Regions from separate parts of the Mus musculus genome. Here regions 2 and 3 are each linked to region 1. The links are chromatin contacts, called in public HiCAR-type maps. All regions are on one chromosome and are shown on one strand. Each heading gives the region's core, a stretch centred on a gene start, on an enhancer-like site or on the middle of the called end of the contact. The rest is flanking DNA. Distances are from core to core; before and after follow the strand shown. Region 1 overlaps Npas3 (neuronal PAS domain protein 3). Region 2 overlaps Akap6 (A kinase (PRKA) anchor protein 6). Region 3 overlaps Npas3 (neuronal PAS domain protein 3).

Evidence for each region. HiCAR-type assays count read pairs that join an accessible place to other places.
Region 2: a HiCAR-type map of astrocytes shows a contact between it and region 1, with 6 times the contacts expected there. The contact joins two enhancer-like sites. A contact is called at or near these places in 5 of 115 datasets of contacts at active chromatin or transcription factors (astrocytes, embryonic stem cells, neural progenitor cells and 1 more) and 1 of 9 other capture datasets (embryonic stem cells).
Region 3: a HiCAR-type map of astrocytes shows a contact between it and region 1, with 2.4 times the contacts expected there. The contact joins two enhancer-like sites. A contact is called at or near these places in 4 of 115 datasets of contacts at active chromatin or transcription factors (astrocytes, embryonic stem cells, neural progenitor cells and 1 more) and 1 of 9 other capture datasets (embryonic tail).

What each region holds. Positions count from the first base shown.
Region 1 is chr12:53,979,325-53,984,298 of GRCm38.p6, reverse strand. The region is part of intron 6 of Npas3 (neuronal PAS domain protein 3); the gene reads right to left. Among named protein-coding and RNA genes, the nearest start is that of Gm35614, 150 kb to the right of the region's middle. Within about 2 kb of position 2,643, at least 38 of the 459 cell types and tissues checked have an H3K27ac peak or open chromatin away from gene starts, as enhancers often do. A contact at or near this core is called in astrocytes, neural progenitor cells and stem cell-derived neural progenitor cells, where this site is marked.
Region 2 is chr12:53,031,669-53,036,642 of GRCm38.p6, reverse strand. All of the region lies in intron 9 of Akap6 (A kinase (PRKA) anchor protein 6), which reads right to left. Among named protein-coding and RNA genes, the nearest start is that of Npas3, 210 kb to the left of the region's middle. Within about 2 kb of position 2,827, at least 157 of the 459 cell types and tissues checked have an H3K27ac peak or open chromatin away from gene starts, as enhancers often do. A contact at or near this core is called in astrocytes, neural progenitor cells and stem cell-derived neural progenitor cells, where this site is marked.
Region 3 is chr12:53,403,635-53,408,608 of GRCm38.p6, reverse strand. All of the region lies in intron 2 of Npas3 (neuronal PAS domain protein 3), which reads right to left. Among named protein-coding and RNA genes, the nearest start is that of 1700030L22Rik, 89 kb to the right of the region's middle. Within about 2 kb of position 2,493, at least 23 of the 459 cell types and tissues checked have an H3K27ac peak or open chromatin away from gene starts, as enhancers often do. A contact at or near this core is called in astrocytes, neural progenitor cells and stem cell-derived neural progenitor cells, where this site is marked.

The DNA.
Region 1 (4,974 bases), core at 1,394-3,893:
AAATCAGAGTTTACTCTCAAGGACTCAAGGGTTATTGTTTCATAGGACAGCCACAAGTCATATAATGATCATCATAAGGAAGGCACAGAGCCAGACTCCAAACGCAAGCCGGAAACCGTTCCGGAGTGACTAATGCAATAATATTGAGGAATGTCACAGGTCCCTATTATAGTCAAAGTCACTTTAACTAATTGGCTCAGACCATAAAAACACACAATCTGGGTCAGATGACACCACTGCACAAAGCTGTTCTGCACAGACATCGTCTTAAATCAAAGCGTCCCAACAGGAAGGGGAGAGAGGAAGGGTGGCTGCTGTTCCTGGGGATCCTGAGTGATTCAGAAGCGGCTTTAAGAGTGGCTAGCTCCAGTCTGTGGACAGAGGTGGCACTGGGCTTTCTAGGCATCCTTCGTCCTTCAGAAGCGTGCTGCTCCACATTTGCAGAGATTGCACATGGTTTTGCGTCAGGGCTATCTCATGGTAAGGTGCCAGGTCATCCGTTAAAGCCTAAGAAAACAAGTCCTGTCAATCGCAGGCTCTTATAAAGACCCAGACATTGGCATGGTCTCCAAAGCCAGTGATTCTAATGAGCAGGAGAAACAGAATCAATGAAATTACTAATCATGATTCAGGATACGTTTAGAACCATCTCTTTCGCACTTAAAACCAGAAATAGAAAGTCATTTATAGAAACAGAAAGGTACTGTTGATTGCTTTCCCTTTATTTCTACATTCTTTTCCCTTAACAAAACAAACAAAAACTTCTCTCCGATTTCTCCCCACTAACCAATATTTATCTCCCTACACAGCTTCCTCTTCTAGTTCTATTCTTCAGGAAAACAAGGATTGCCCCTAAAATGGTCAAAGCCATCCTAATATGTGGATGAAGCATGCTTGGCTAAAGCCATCTTGAGTCTAGACTAGGCTCACAATTCACTTCACAACAGATCCATTCGGCAAGTCCTGACGGAGTTTCTACGGGTGTAAGTCCCTGTCATAGGTTTGAGGTCACAGAAGAGAAGGGAGGAATGGGGCGGAAAGAAATTCTCCCCATAGTAGAGTCTATATTCTATTAGGAGGATAAATGGGTACATGAGCGCACACACGTGTATGCACACACCTGCACTGGGGGGGGGGTATGGAGATAAACATAACATACAGATATGTTTGAAATGTGTATGAATGCCTGAATGGCTAGAAAGGTCTGTGAAGGTTAACATCTGATTGCAGGTATGAAGTACATAAGGTCACTCTGAATATCGGGTGGAATAGTTCCACCACAGAGGATCAGGCTGTTGAGATGTCCAAAGGCAGAGGTTACATGTACTGAAGGGCTAAGCAGGCCACCACCTCCAGCTGTATCTGAATGTTGCTGTGAGGCTATGTGAGTACTGCTCAGGGCTCAAGGGGAGGACTCATGGGCACAGGAAACAGCAGCAAAATGGTCATCACCAGGCCTTCATGATTCTGTTAGGCCAGCTAGCTTTGGGGTTGCCCACTCTCTAGGAGTCAATTAAAGTTTGAGTAAACTTCCTTGAGAGACAGTTGATGAAGCCTGAGCAAGACTTGTTATGCTTGGATTCTGCTGGTTCAGTTTTCCTGAGCACAAACACCTCCAGGGAGGAAGGAGCAGGGTTGGCTCTGGGAGAGGAAAACACAGTGGTAAAAATAAGGCCAATTCGACATCTTGATGGTATGTAGGGACCCTCGTATACAGAGGAGCAGGATTCCAGTACAGCCAGAACTAATTCACTGGTTTCTCTAACCACATGCTTAGCTTTCAGAACCTCTCCTTAACAAACTCCCGAGTCATGGTGCCTTTCTTCCTTTATGCATAGTGAGCATTGCCCACTGCCTGCTGGTTTTCTTCAGGGTCTTATGTATGTAATAAATCTACCAAAGAGACAGCCTACAGCGGGCCATTATGCAGTCACCCCCCTCTCCCCGCTTTAGTAATGTTGACTCCACTTAGCACTGAGTATAGTGTGCTGTAGGATCTGAGAGCTTGCAGGTGGGAGTTTGGCATCTAGTCCCAGGCCTCGATGATGGAGAAGCAGTGGCGTGGGTAAGGCAGTATCTTTGGCCTTTGTCTAGGAGACTGGGGCAGCTGCTCAGAATGCAAAGCTAGCTTCCTAGAGACAGTTGCTTTTGTCCTTGTGAAATACTTGGCTTTTCTTTATGAGCCCTGGCTGGACTTCTTATTGCTTTGGTGGCATCAGGGATGACTCAGAGACCAGGAAGCAAGTGTTGTGACTGTCACTGTCTCAGGGCAGTTCCATTCAGGCCTGTTGTCCTTTTAGTTGTTCAGCGGAGACATGTTTAGTTTGGTTTTACCTGTGCCAGCTCAGTCTGGGATGGGGTACAGAGACAGACTCTCAAAGGAGGACACTCTGGCTATAAACCTGCCAGGTCCTTCCCAGCTCTACCCCTTCCCTGATTGGTGTTTTCACATCTCCCAAGGATGGGAATTTTCAGAACAAAGCCCAGTACTTGGAGTGGTTATTTGCATGTCAATTTCCGGAATGCTTCTCCAACTTTCCCTTGTGCCATAGTGATGCTTTTGTATCTCTTCTGCTGGGGATAAATGGAGAGGAAGGGCTCGAAGTGGGTCAGCGCAGTGTCCTGGCACTTCCTTTGGCTGAGTCTTTGCCCAATGGGGTGGAAGCCAGACTTCCTTCTCCCTGGCCCTTCAGCTCCCCTATGCAGCCTTGCAGATCTGGGAGGTCTGCGTTCTTTATTGCAGCTTTGGGGTGAGCAGGCACCTGACCATGGGAATATTCTTTCCTCCGGTCACAGGCGTCTGTGAGGGACCCTAGTGGGGTCTAATGATGGTGCTTGCTGTGTTCTCACCATCTTTCCCTTTAACCCATTTCTTGCCTGTCCATATTCCTGGCTGGAAATAGTGTATATGTGTGTGTGGGGGGGGAAGGGCAGCGGGAGAGCAAATGGCAGGAGCAAGCTAGGGTTTCTTTTCCTGTGAGACAGTATCCAGGTCCTGCCTTACGGTCAATCAACTGTAAGTATCCTGTAGCACTGTCATAAAATGTGAGAATTAAAACATCTTTTTTCTATCAAAAGAGTCTTTGAAGTTATAGTCTTGGATGAATCTCGCAGAAGGGCATACAGGAAACAGTGTTCTACACACAGACTTTTTTTTTGTCTAGTTCCCTATCATGTGGGAAGTTCCTCCACACTAGTGTCTAAAAAGCAATTTTCTGGTCACTTTTCAAAAGGTCCCAACTGTGGCCTATGGGGATACTTGGGACCCCTGGGACCAAGACCATGGCTTGCCGTCTAGCAGGCTACCATGAAGAGGGTGTGGCACTTCTGAGCATGGACAGAATTCAAATAGTTCCCGCCGTCACCTGACATTCTGTTCTATTAAAATGATATTTTAAAAATTATATTAATTTTACCTTGGCAAATGTTTACTATGTAGATATAAGGTAATCAGAATGTTTATTATATAGTACACACATGTATTACATATTACAGCAGTAAAGCAACATCTAGTAAATTAAAAAGCAGGCGGAGGCCTCCGTTGTGAAGGTGAGTTTAAGCTACATGTCCTCCTCCAGCGGAACTGTGAGAGCTGTTGTTCTAGAAAGCCCACGTCTGCGCTTAGAGCTGGATTGTAATGCAAGACATTGGAATGTGCTATAGCATTGGGGAAAATCTACTCATATGATGAGCTAGATTTTATAGTTCTTAGGTAGTTTTGATTATAAAAATGTATCCCATTTTCTAGCATACTATCATGACTCTAAGGTATTTTCAAGTTTTTTTTTTTTGTTTTTTTTGTTTTTGTTTTTGTTTTTTTTTTTAAGACAGGGTTTCTCTGTATAGCCCTGGCTGTCCTGGAACTCACTTTGTAGACCAGGCTGGCCTTGAACTCAGAAATCTGCCTGCCTCTGCCTCCCAGGTGCTGGGATTAAAGGCATGCGCCGCCACTGCCTGGCTCCAAGTGTTTTTTAAATTAATTTTACTTTATGTGTATGAGTATTTTGTTTGCCCGTATGTCAGTGTCTGATGCCTGCAAAGGCCATAAGAGGAACTGGGTCCCCTGGAAATGGAGTTACAGACAGTTGTGACCTACCAGACGAGTGCTTGGAATTGAACCTAGGTCCTCTGGAAGAGCAGCCAGTGCTCTTAACTGCTGAGCCATCTCTTCAGACCACCCGCCCCCCTTTTAAATCAGTGCATTTAAGAAACCAGAAGTAAATGAAAACTAATACAGGAATTAGTTCCCGACTTTCTGAGGAAAACTCCAGGGGGAGGAGTGTGTACCCAGGGCCAGTTCTTCTTATAGGATGGACTCATTTTGCTTTTGTTGTGGGGGCCATGTGGCTTCAGTGTGTCTCCTTGTTGGCTTTCTACATGCCAGAGAGAGGTTAGAGGCAGGACCCCTGAGAAGGAGAACACCATCTTGGCTGGATACTGGAGATTTGACTGTTATTGATGATATTTCAACACCCACACTTTCCTTGGGTGCTAGAAATCTAGCAATTAGGAAGCTGTGTGGTCCTCCAACTCAGGACCACCTGGGATCTCAAACCAAACAGTGCCTCCTCAAGTCCTGTCTCCTCATTCACATGCTTCCTGGGATACAAATCATTTGCCCTCCCCCATGGCTTGAATCTAGACCTGAAATCCAGGAACTACAGATATCTCTGTATTCTGATTTATTTTTCAATTAGAGATTGGAATTGGTGCTCACTTGCAAATTCTGCCTTTGCCACCCAAGTCTGAAAGTTGTTAAATCAAATCTCATTGTGTTAATATCTTCCTATCTCATTAGCAGAGATTAAATTTGCTAATGTAATATGAAAATCACTAACATACTATGAGTGCAAACAGAAATCAAAATCTCTACAGACTTCCTAAAGGGAATGTTGAATGTGTAAACACGTCTCTCTAGTGGGTTGCTCTTGCTAACATGTGTGTGAGTGTTAAAGCCTGCATTTCCATTTGCCT
Region 2 (4,974 bases), core at 1,578-4,077, 950 kb after region 1:
GAAATAAACCTGAAAGCAATAGGCTATAAACTTGGTGGGTGTTTCTTTCAGAAAAACAAATATGTACACATACACATATGTAGATGTGTGTGTGTGTGTGTGTGTGTGTGTGTGTTGTGTCTTGGGAAAGTCACAACTGAATCAGCCGTGTAACTGGCACTGCTTTCTTATCCTAACCCAGTGCACCTACCTCATTAGGGACACAGCGGCACCCAAGTTCATACACATTTAAGAATGTATGCGCTTTTTAAAAAGCCCACATTATTAAAAGAGTTGCTGAGAAATGCCCCTATTTCTGAGAACTAAAACTGCTTCCTTGACAGCACTAGAAGGTGGTTTTCCCACAAATGGTATTCCTAGGGTGTACTAGGGAACTTTCTTTGGTGAAAACCGGATTTACAAAGGTTGCATCTTCCTGCCTTTAGTGGATCTCCCAAACAGATAAACATTTTCAAATTTAGCTTTTTTTTTTTTCCCTTAGAATCTGACCGAATATAGAACTTTGCTGGAGTGCAAAGACACCTTAGAAAATGTAGGGCTTCTGATGAATGAAAGGCCAGCTCAGACCCACCATGTTTTCTTTGAAGATTGCTATGGTGTGGATGTGAATGGCCCCTCACAGGCTCATAGATCCTCAGCTCTTACTCCTGTTTCATGGTATATGAATATACTCAAGCACACATGCAATCCTGTGAACACAGTCCCTTTTTATCGTGTGATAAAATAGAAATCCACACTTGACCCATCTTCCTGATAGCTTCTGTTGACCTTTCAATATTCACTTCATTTTCTAAGGCCCTCCCAACTAAAGGACATTTTGTTTTTGAGACAGAGCCTCATGTAGCCCAAGGGTATGGACTTAATCTCACTGTGTAGCCTAGGATGACCTTGAACTTTTGACCTCTTGCCTCTATTCTGTCAAGGTTGGGATTACTATGCCCAGTTAGTTGGAGCTTCATGCACACTAGACACTCTATTAACAGAGCAACTACTACACAGTCCCCACTTAAACTAGATTTTTAAGGTCAGCATTTCATTCAATATTATATCCCACACCAAAATATCAGCATCTAGCAGAGTTCGTTTTTTCATTCCCAAAGACATGGGACTGCGGGCTAAGAGGGAAGGAATATGGGCACTTGGGAATGGAGTAGTAGAGCAGGAGCACTCCTAGTGCTCCAAGATGACATGTCTTGCATATCACAACCTACAAACTCTCTTCCTTGTACAGTTAGACAAATGGAACCAGGGTAGCAAGTTCATGACTGACAGCTCTGAGATTCAGACAGGTTCCCAGGGCTGACCACCTATTCTAAACAAATTCTCCAACTTCTTTTGAAATAACTAAAATACTGCCCCTCCCATAGATTTGGTTCCTACCTTACAGTTCATAGAATCATAATAAAGACAAGTGTTTATATTGAACGGAATATATGTCTAATGCAACACTTTCTATTAAGGTTATAGACAATCCCTTCCTGATATAATTACATGGAGCATTAAACCTAATTCTTATCATTTGCAGATCACTATTCCTTTGTCAATGAGAATACTTGATTTTCGTATTTAAGCTTTGGCACTTTACTAATTTTTAACAAAATAGCAAGCCCAAACTCATAGCAGTCTATAAAGTTTAATCACACATCATATAATTTTCTAGCTCTAAATTATTTAGACTAATTTTCATTAGTCAAAATAGAATGAATATAAGCTGTAAAGATATAAGTAGTTTAAAACTAGATGATGCTAAAAAAATTGGTAGATGATATTTCCATTTATCTAAAATTCATGCCGGGCGTGGTGGCACACTCCTTTAATCCCAGCACTTGGGAAGCAGAGGCAGGCGAATTTCTGAGTTCGAGGACAGCCTGGTCTACAGAGTGAGTTCCAGGACAGCCCAGGCTACACAGAGAAACCCTGTCTCAAAATAAATAAATAAATAAATAAATAAATAAATAAATAAATAATAAAATTCATATGCTTCATTTAGTATTGGGACACAAAGAAGTCAGTGCCCTTTCTTGTAAGGACTTTTATAGAAATCGGAAGGAAATTTACAAACACTGGGCACGGAGCCAAAGCTCTCAGATTAACATAGAAGCAGATAATGCATTTCTATTTAATTAAGTAAAAGTTTTCAAAAAGTTAAAGATTAAATTTTGTTTTATTTTGTTTTGTTTTGTTCCTTTTACAATTAAATCAAACTTTTATTAGCAAACTCTCCTGGTTATCCTGATTGCAATTAACGCCACCTCTCTAACGGGTCAGCTCATTTAGGTGCAATCTGGGATCATTTGGATTTAACATGATGGTTATTACTTATTACCCTGAAACCAAGCAGCACAATGAGATATTGATTACTTTTAACCTTTACATCCAAGGATTCGAGAAAGGTCGGAGGAGGGGAGCATTCGACTCTCAGCTGGCAAGCAGCCTTTAGGAGAATTCAAATGATTCCCTTTGGCTAAGTAGACCCAAGATGAGTCCATTCTGAGCTGACAAGAAATAATGGTTCTTTAAAAAGTAACAGTCAGCCTATATTTGGCATTACATTTATATATTACGTTTATATAGTCTATGGCCTCAGAGGTGCTTCACGTGAGAGGCAGACTAAGGCTGTTAACCCTTAGTAAGTCTTTTTCCAGGAAGCATCTCTATTGGAAAGAGATATTCAAGAGGGCGATTAAAGTGTGTGATTTCCTGTAGCAGTTCTCACTGGAATACACTCATCTCCTCAAACTAAAATCTCTTGGTAGGTTCCCAAGGCTGAACACAACCGTTGGCCAGTGATGTTGGACACTGAGGTCTCTTTAGTTTCCTTTTTCCATGGCAGCACTGAGAAATACTTTTCACCCCTGAGCCACTGAAAAGCAGAGGTCTAGGCGGGCCCCAGCAGAACCACAGACAAGAGAAATATAAACTCTATGTGTGAGATTAATTTGCTCGACGCTTGGCAGCATTATTGCCAAGTCGTCAAATTGTTCCAAGTTGTTCCGGAAGGTTGTTATTAATAGTATGTTTTCTGAGGAAAGTTCTGTCTACTTTTGGAACGGCATTTCTGTTGCCAGGGAAACTCCTTTAAGCAGAGTTTTCTAGGAGCACACTGCTGCTTTTGTTTGCCCGTGTCTATTCATATCATCGAGGCGGCACTTTACACGCTCCCGCCTCCAGCCCCGGAATGGCGGAGCTTTAGCCCAGTTAAGTTGCTTTTGCAAACAGAGCTAATGCCTGCTAGGATTTCCTCTTCTTTTTCCCCCACTCCTCTCTCTTCCTCACATGCAATCACTCCCTCTCTCCTGCCTGCTCCTTTTCCCTCTAACGTGCCCAGATCTCACCATTCAAGATTAAAATAAATAATAATAAGATAGTTTTCACAAGTTTTTGATAAATTTACTTTGTTTTGAATAGTAACCCCATAGGTTCTAGCGTTAGAGCATCAGGCCTTCAAGTGTTAATTATCTTTTTCACTATAAAATTAATGTAGTCATTTCCTCCTGACTCCTCCACCCCATTTATTGAAGTGCGGAGGAAAACCTGTCAGAGCCTCCAGCCAGCCCTGCTGTTGTGATTAAACGTGGTCACATGGCCCATCTCTGCCAAAAGGAGGGCCCTGAGAAAAGGTGACAAAGACAGTGATTTCCTGTCAGCAAAGAGTAAGACAGGGCTGTCTAGAAGTGATGCAAATGAGGGAAACTTTCCCCCCACAGCTTGTTTGATCCACTCTAGGCCAGAGCCGGCCAGCCAGAGAGAGAACAGCGCCACAATGCCACAGGGCCAGCCCCAGAGCCAGCGCACCTTCCGGACAGCAGCACCACAGGAGACTCTTGGAGACTCTTGGCAGGGCTTCCCTTCCTCGACCTCTGTACAGAGCCAACTGTTTCCTAGCATCCTAGTCTCTAAAATCTTTCTTCTTTCCCTCCCCTTTAAAAAAAAAAGGTGAATCAAATAGAACTTACAAGCTCCAGCAGGAACTATTTTTCATAGGTTGTTTGGGAACATCCCATCGGCCTTTCCCCTAAACATTCCATGAAGAGTTTTGCCCTCTCTCAAATTAAAAAGAGAAAAATATAAATCTGAGTATCCATATCAAACAGTGATTCATCAATGCCCAAATTAATGTGACAGTTAATCTAAGGGCTTTTTGAACTTTAATAAAAATGAAGCAAGTTCATTTCTAGATAGCAGTGGAGATGGGTGGATTTTATTCAGTTCTGGTCACTTTAAAAATGACCAGATAATGTTATTTGAAATATTATAATGATTTTAAGCATACTTTTCTTTTCTTAATGGAGTTTTAAATGTAACATACAATTAGGCTATCCAATTAATCAACTAAGAATGAGGTAAAAAAAAATTGTCAAGAAGTGTGTGTGTATGTGTGTGTGTGTGTGTGTGTGTGTGTGTGTGGTGTCATTTTCCCTAACTGTTTGAATGATTGCTAATTTGTTTCATTTGGTACAATCAATATTGAAATGTAAAATTTGGTACTGAAATCCAAATATAATGCCCAATTATCAGAATTCAAATTTCAATTCACATTTCTAGTCTATAAACCAACATATAAAAATAATATATATTCAGTAGATATTCTTTAATTCTAAGCCCAATCAACACAGCCTGAACCATGAGGCAGATATACAATCCAGTTGTAGGAACTCGAGTTTAGCCATGAGAGGATCAAGGAACATCTGAAATTATTTACAACAGCTCCATCCAAAGCAAAATGAAAGGAATCTATTCCAGGGGGTTGATATTCGTGAGTTTATAAAATATAGGCATAGCGTGATTAATCTGTTTTCTATGATCAGTTCATAGCAATGACAACATCACTTTGGCATCAGCTGTCGTAAGATAACAAGCCAAGTATGTCCCATTTATCTTCTTTTACTCTGTATTTCTTATTCCTTGGAATATATAATCGTACTTCACACACATTTAAAGTTGCAAAGCTTTTTACACACCTACCCGACTTTT
Region 3 (4,974 bases), core at 1,244-3,743, 580 kb after region 1:
AGGACCCAGCCCTGAGCTGGAGAAACTTAGATGTCCCTTGATTGTTGCAAAAGCAATCACCATTTTTCTATCTTGTTTTCTTTCCTCTTCCACTAAAAATAGAAGGAAAAAAATATCAAAAGAGCATGGGAGTAGGATGCTGGGGAGGGGCCCGCATTTCAGCCTGGCTCTCTGATGTAAATTCCTTTAAAAGAAAGAAAGGGGGTGGGGAGAATTATATCTTCTCCGGGTCAGAAATAACGAATTAGCCATTTAACTTGTGAAGCGCTGTCCTGCCATCCCCCTGAAAAACATTTACTACATTTTCTTATATGACTTATTTTCAATTGAATAATTTAAAGAACGTTAAATGATGCCACTGCTTGCCTAAAAATTTGTGAAGTTTTCCTTGCACAAAGCAATAACTTTACTAAGATGTTTCAGGACATAAAAAGCAAAATCGATGCTAGGGAGAAAAAAAATGTTCTTTTTGTTCTAGGGTCTGTGTTTGGAAAACATTGCCATGTAGCATTTATAGTAACAGCTGTACGGTTAAACTTTAGGCACAAACTGAACTGCACAGGATCTGCTGCATAAATAAAATCCCCATGGCAACTAAATGTGCTACAGATAACAGAGAAAAAAGGATTTATGTGTTTGCTGAGCAGTCTTGCCCTAAAGGAATTCTCCAGGCAAGCGCAGGCCACCTGCCACATGTTATATTAAGCTCAGCCTTCTGGACTTATTTTCAAACCCACAGCAAAAAGGTCCAACTACTTTTATTTGGAAGTTCCATTGTTCTTTATTCCCAGCCCCTCCAAAAATAAACAATTCATTTTTCAACTTGCCTGCTATGTTTTGCCCTGGATGCAAAAGATAATTAATGAATTTGTTTGTGCTTCTAAGCGTTTTGTTGATCTTAGCGAAATAACAAGCATATGTATAACCAAAGGTTTTTTTTTTCTTCTTTCTTTAATTTCGAGAGTCAACTTGCTTGCTGTTTGCAGTATAAGGTAGACTATGCAGAAGAAGCATAGTGGTATGGGGTGTTTTGAAGATGAGAAAAACAACAACACAGCAGGGAGATTAACGTCATCTGTAAGTTAACACATGAAGGAGTCATAGCCACTTGCTTCCTAGAGAAAAATGGGTGCTGTCACGTGGTTAGAGATAATGATATGAAGTCAGGGGACATTGAACAGCTATTTGAAAACCCCCTTACCCCTTTAAGTATACCTCTCTACCTTCAACACTTACCACACCTGAACTTATTTAACAATAACATATATGTAGGCTTATGGTACTACAATATTATGTAATGCTAATATATAGAAGTGCATATTTGAAATTGGGGGAAACAGAAGGGGGAAAAAGCATTCGATAGGAGTCACTAAACATAATTCTTTATGAGAAAGTGGGTGAGTGAGTAGACCAGAAATCCATTTCCACAGATCTGAGATTCACCTTGGTACTGACACCAGCACCAGCCTCACTAAGATGACCTTGGAGTTCCCGCTGGGAACAGCATTTGCTACATCCCAATCCACCTAAACTGTAGCACTGTCAGGAGACTTTGTTGGGACTATTTCTGCCTCAGTTGATATGAAAATGAAGGAAAAAGTGAAACAAGACCAGAGAAATGTCAAGGCAGAGCTTGCTGGCACGCGCCAGTCTGCTTTTCCCTGTCACTGTTGGTGACATGTTTCATTATGACAGGAGTTATTTTCAGGTACTTAAAAAGGCCAATGGACATATTAATTATAACCTCATGAAGTAAAAGACACAATTTTTCATCAAATGAGGTTACAATTTCAATAGAATTTATTAATTCTCAGGTGTTTATGGCCTTCAACAGCTGGATTTCCAAAGTCATACCTGACAAATGAGCAAATCTTCAGCAAGCTTTTCATTTCTTTTTTATTTTTATTTTTGCAAAATATACACTGAAATCATAAAAGAGTTCCACAGAGAAATACTTTCAACTTTGAATTCTTTGACTCACATAGCATAGCCCCTACCTTCACAGCTAAAGTACACCATTGTGGAATTTCTCTGCCCTGGCAGTATGTAATTATTGGAAATAAGCAGTGCCCACTTCAGTTGGATTTGAGTGTGTGAGTCCATGGATTTGAGTGTGTTCTAGGTAACGCATGGTTGCAGCTCTCACATACATTTCCACTGTGATCCTCTTTGACTGTTCAAACTCTCCTAGCCTTTTTGGTGCAATGCAGAAATAATGCTGACATGAAGAGGGATGTTTAATTATAAACAAAGACTATAATCATAAGTGTAGATTTATATTTCAAAGCCATGACTTAACTCAAACTTTCTAAGTCAGTATTTATTAATACTTGGGATATAAAAACATTCTACAGTGTTACTCTATTCCGTTCATGGGAGCCTAGTGGGACAACACACTCTAGCTTCCTTGGCAAGAGAATGTGTCCAAGCCACTACCCTGTAGTCCACAGAACAAGGACAGAAGGGACTATGTGCTGCTCTAGGCAGAGCCAACTCTAAGCTCCCTCGGGAACTTGTCCCTTCTTTATTCTAGCTGGCTGGATGGGAAACAATCCTGGGATGGTTTTGAAAGTCTGGCAGAACCTCTTTGTGTCCATGAATGACTGGGAGAAGCAGTCACTTCCTGTCTGCTAGCAACAGGCATGTGGGAAACTCCTGAAAACAAGAAAGTGATACATTATGCTACTGACGGTTTGGGGCTTGTTAAAGCCGCTATCATTGCCTGGCAGCTAGAAGGCTGATCTCAGTCATTTAGTTAAAAGAAAAAAAAATCAAAAGCAGCCTTTTGAAGACATAACATATGATACATATATGTGTGTATACATAATACATTTTAGAAGTTACTTCAGTTTTATTCCAATTTGCACCACAACACATGCTCATCTTAAAGTTCTTGGGAAATTATGGAAATCACTATGCATACATGATTCGTAACAAGTATAAGATCCTGATACCAAATAAATAAAGAGTAGCTTCGTGGAGTACAGGATGTGTGTGTGCCTCATTTAACTTCTCAATTAGCAGGTAACTTATGGGGAAAGCACAGCAAAATGCTCAAGTTTGCCAGCTAGGAAGCTGCTCTTACTGAGCCCAGCAGTGGTTTCTACAATTGCTTCCAAATTTCCATGAAAACTAGCTCACAACCAGTTTTATAGCTCACTTTTTACCCATGGGAATGACTACTCGATGTCTCCAATTATGTGCTACAAAGACTCTGGGGGGAGGGGGGCACAGCCACTGTCCCTGCTGTGGAGAAGTAACAGACAACAACTGAGTGCAGGAGAGGTTTACGGGACCCATGGCCCATTGCTATGGGCTTGCTGTCAGCTGAGCAGGACAGTGGGTGGCATTTAGAAGAGAAAATCTGTTCACCTTACTGTGAGCCAAAGCAAGAGGAAATCAGGGGAAAGGTGGGGCACATCATATAGACCTTCAAAGGTACACTGCCAATTCCTTTAGTTAGGTCTACCCTCTTAAAAGCCTGTGATCTATGAACTTATCAGTGGTCCAACTGATAGGTTCAGGACCTTCATAACACATTCACCTCTCAACTGAACCATCAGCTGACAATGGAGCCATCAACACATGTGTATTAAGGGATCACTTCAGATTTAAGCCAGAACAGGTAGGGAAGGACAGGAACTGGATCTTGGAGTCTCAGAAAACAAAGACAAGTTTTACAGAGAGGACCTATCATATTCCAACCCTTAAATCAAGGAGATGAAGAGATGTTTCTCACACAGTGACTTAGGACAACTCACCAGATATATTTAGATCACTGCATAAGACCTTAATGAAAGCCACTCAGTATGGAACACAGCATATTATCATTTGCAATGCTGTAATAAGACAAAGACAGAGTAAAGACTATCTTGCAGAAAAAATGGCCAAACAAAATCTAAGTTATTATTTTATGCTCAGGCAGCACAAGTGAATGGACTTTAAGTGGTGTGCATTTGGTTTTTTTTAACATGATTTCTTTACCAGGGTTCTTCTAATGTCTTATAGAACACCGAAGTTCTTCATATGCCCATTGCCTTATCTTACAGAAAAGCTCTGGTCCATCCTGACCTCAGATGTCGTAGGACAACTGCCCTATGTACTCACCTGCTCAGTGTTTAAACCAATCCATCTTCAAATGCACTGGGCAAAAGCTGACCAAACCATACACATGATCTTTCTCTACCAACAAACATCTGGGGAGAGTAGCCTGTATTTAATATAGCTACCCCTGGGCAAAGTCCTCTCCCCCAACCTAGAAAGCCAAGTTTCTAATGGTTTCACTGTCTCTTTCTAATATCCAAACCGCCTATAGCTTCCAAAGTGAACAGCCTTGGTTCAGGGAAAGCCTTTACCTTTCCCTAATCCCCTTTCCAGCTTTAACCTGTTTCCTAATGCTCCTAACAGTAAGAAGACTGACTGATAGGAATCACTTGCTGCCAGTGGCGCCACCATAAGCACTAGTTTTTAATGCTCCTTCTAGCATGTCGCCCTCAGAAAAGAACCCTCATTGGTTGGTAGGGGTCATGATCTCCTGCTCCGGCACCTTCTCATGTCAACCTCTCCCCAGCCTATTGGATATTTCCTCAGGCTGGTTTTCATTTTATTACCGATTTTTGCATCTTCTAAGTACAGTACTGTTATTCACCCTAATACACCTATACTCTTTACCAGTGCACACTCCATAGATGAGCCCTCTTTTATATGAGAAGTTACTTAATTTCTTGGTTTAAAACCCTGCTTGGTTTTCTCTTAAGACCGTTGTGTGCCCAACTTGATTTTTTTTCAATGAGTAGATTTTAATATGAACACCACATAGAGAGAAAAACAAAATGAGCCTGCTTCATATACTCTTCATGATGCTACATCGAGTAAATAAGGCTGAGAAAGGGGGTTCTCATCCGCTGATTGCATTTGTATGATTGCATGACTCAATCACTGCTGATGGCTCTTGTAAGAAGTACTCTCTCTATA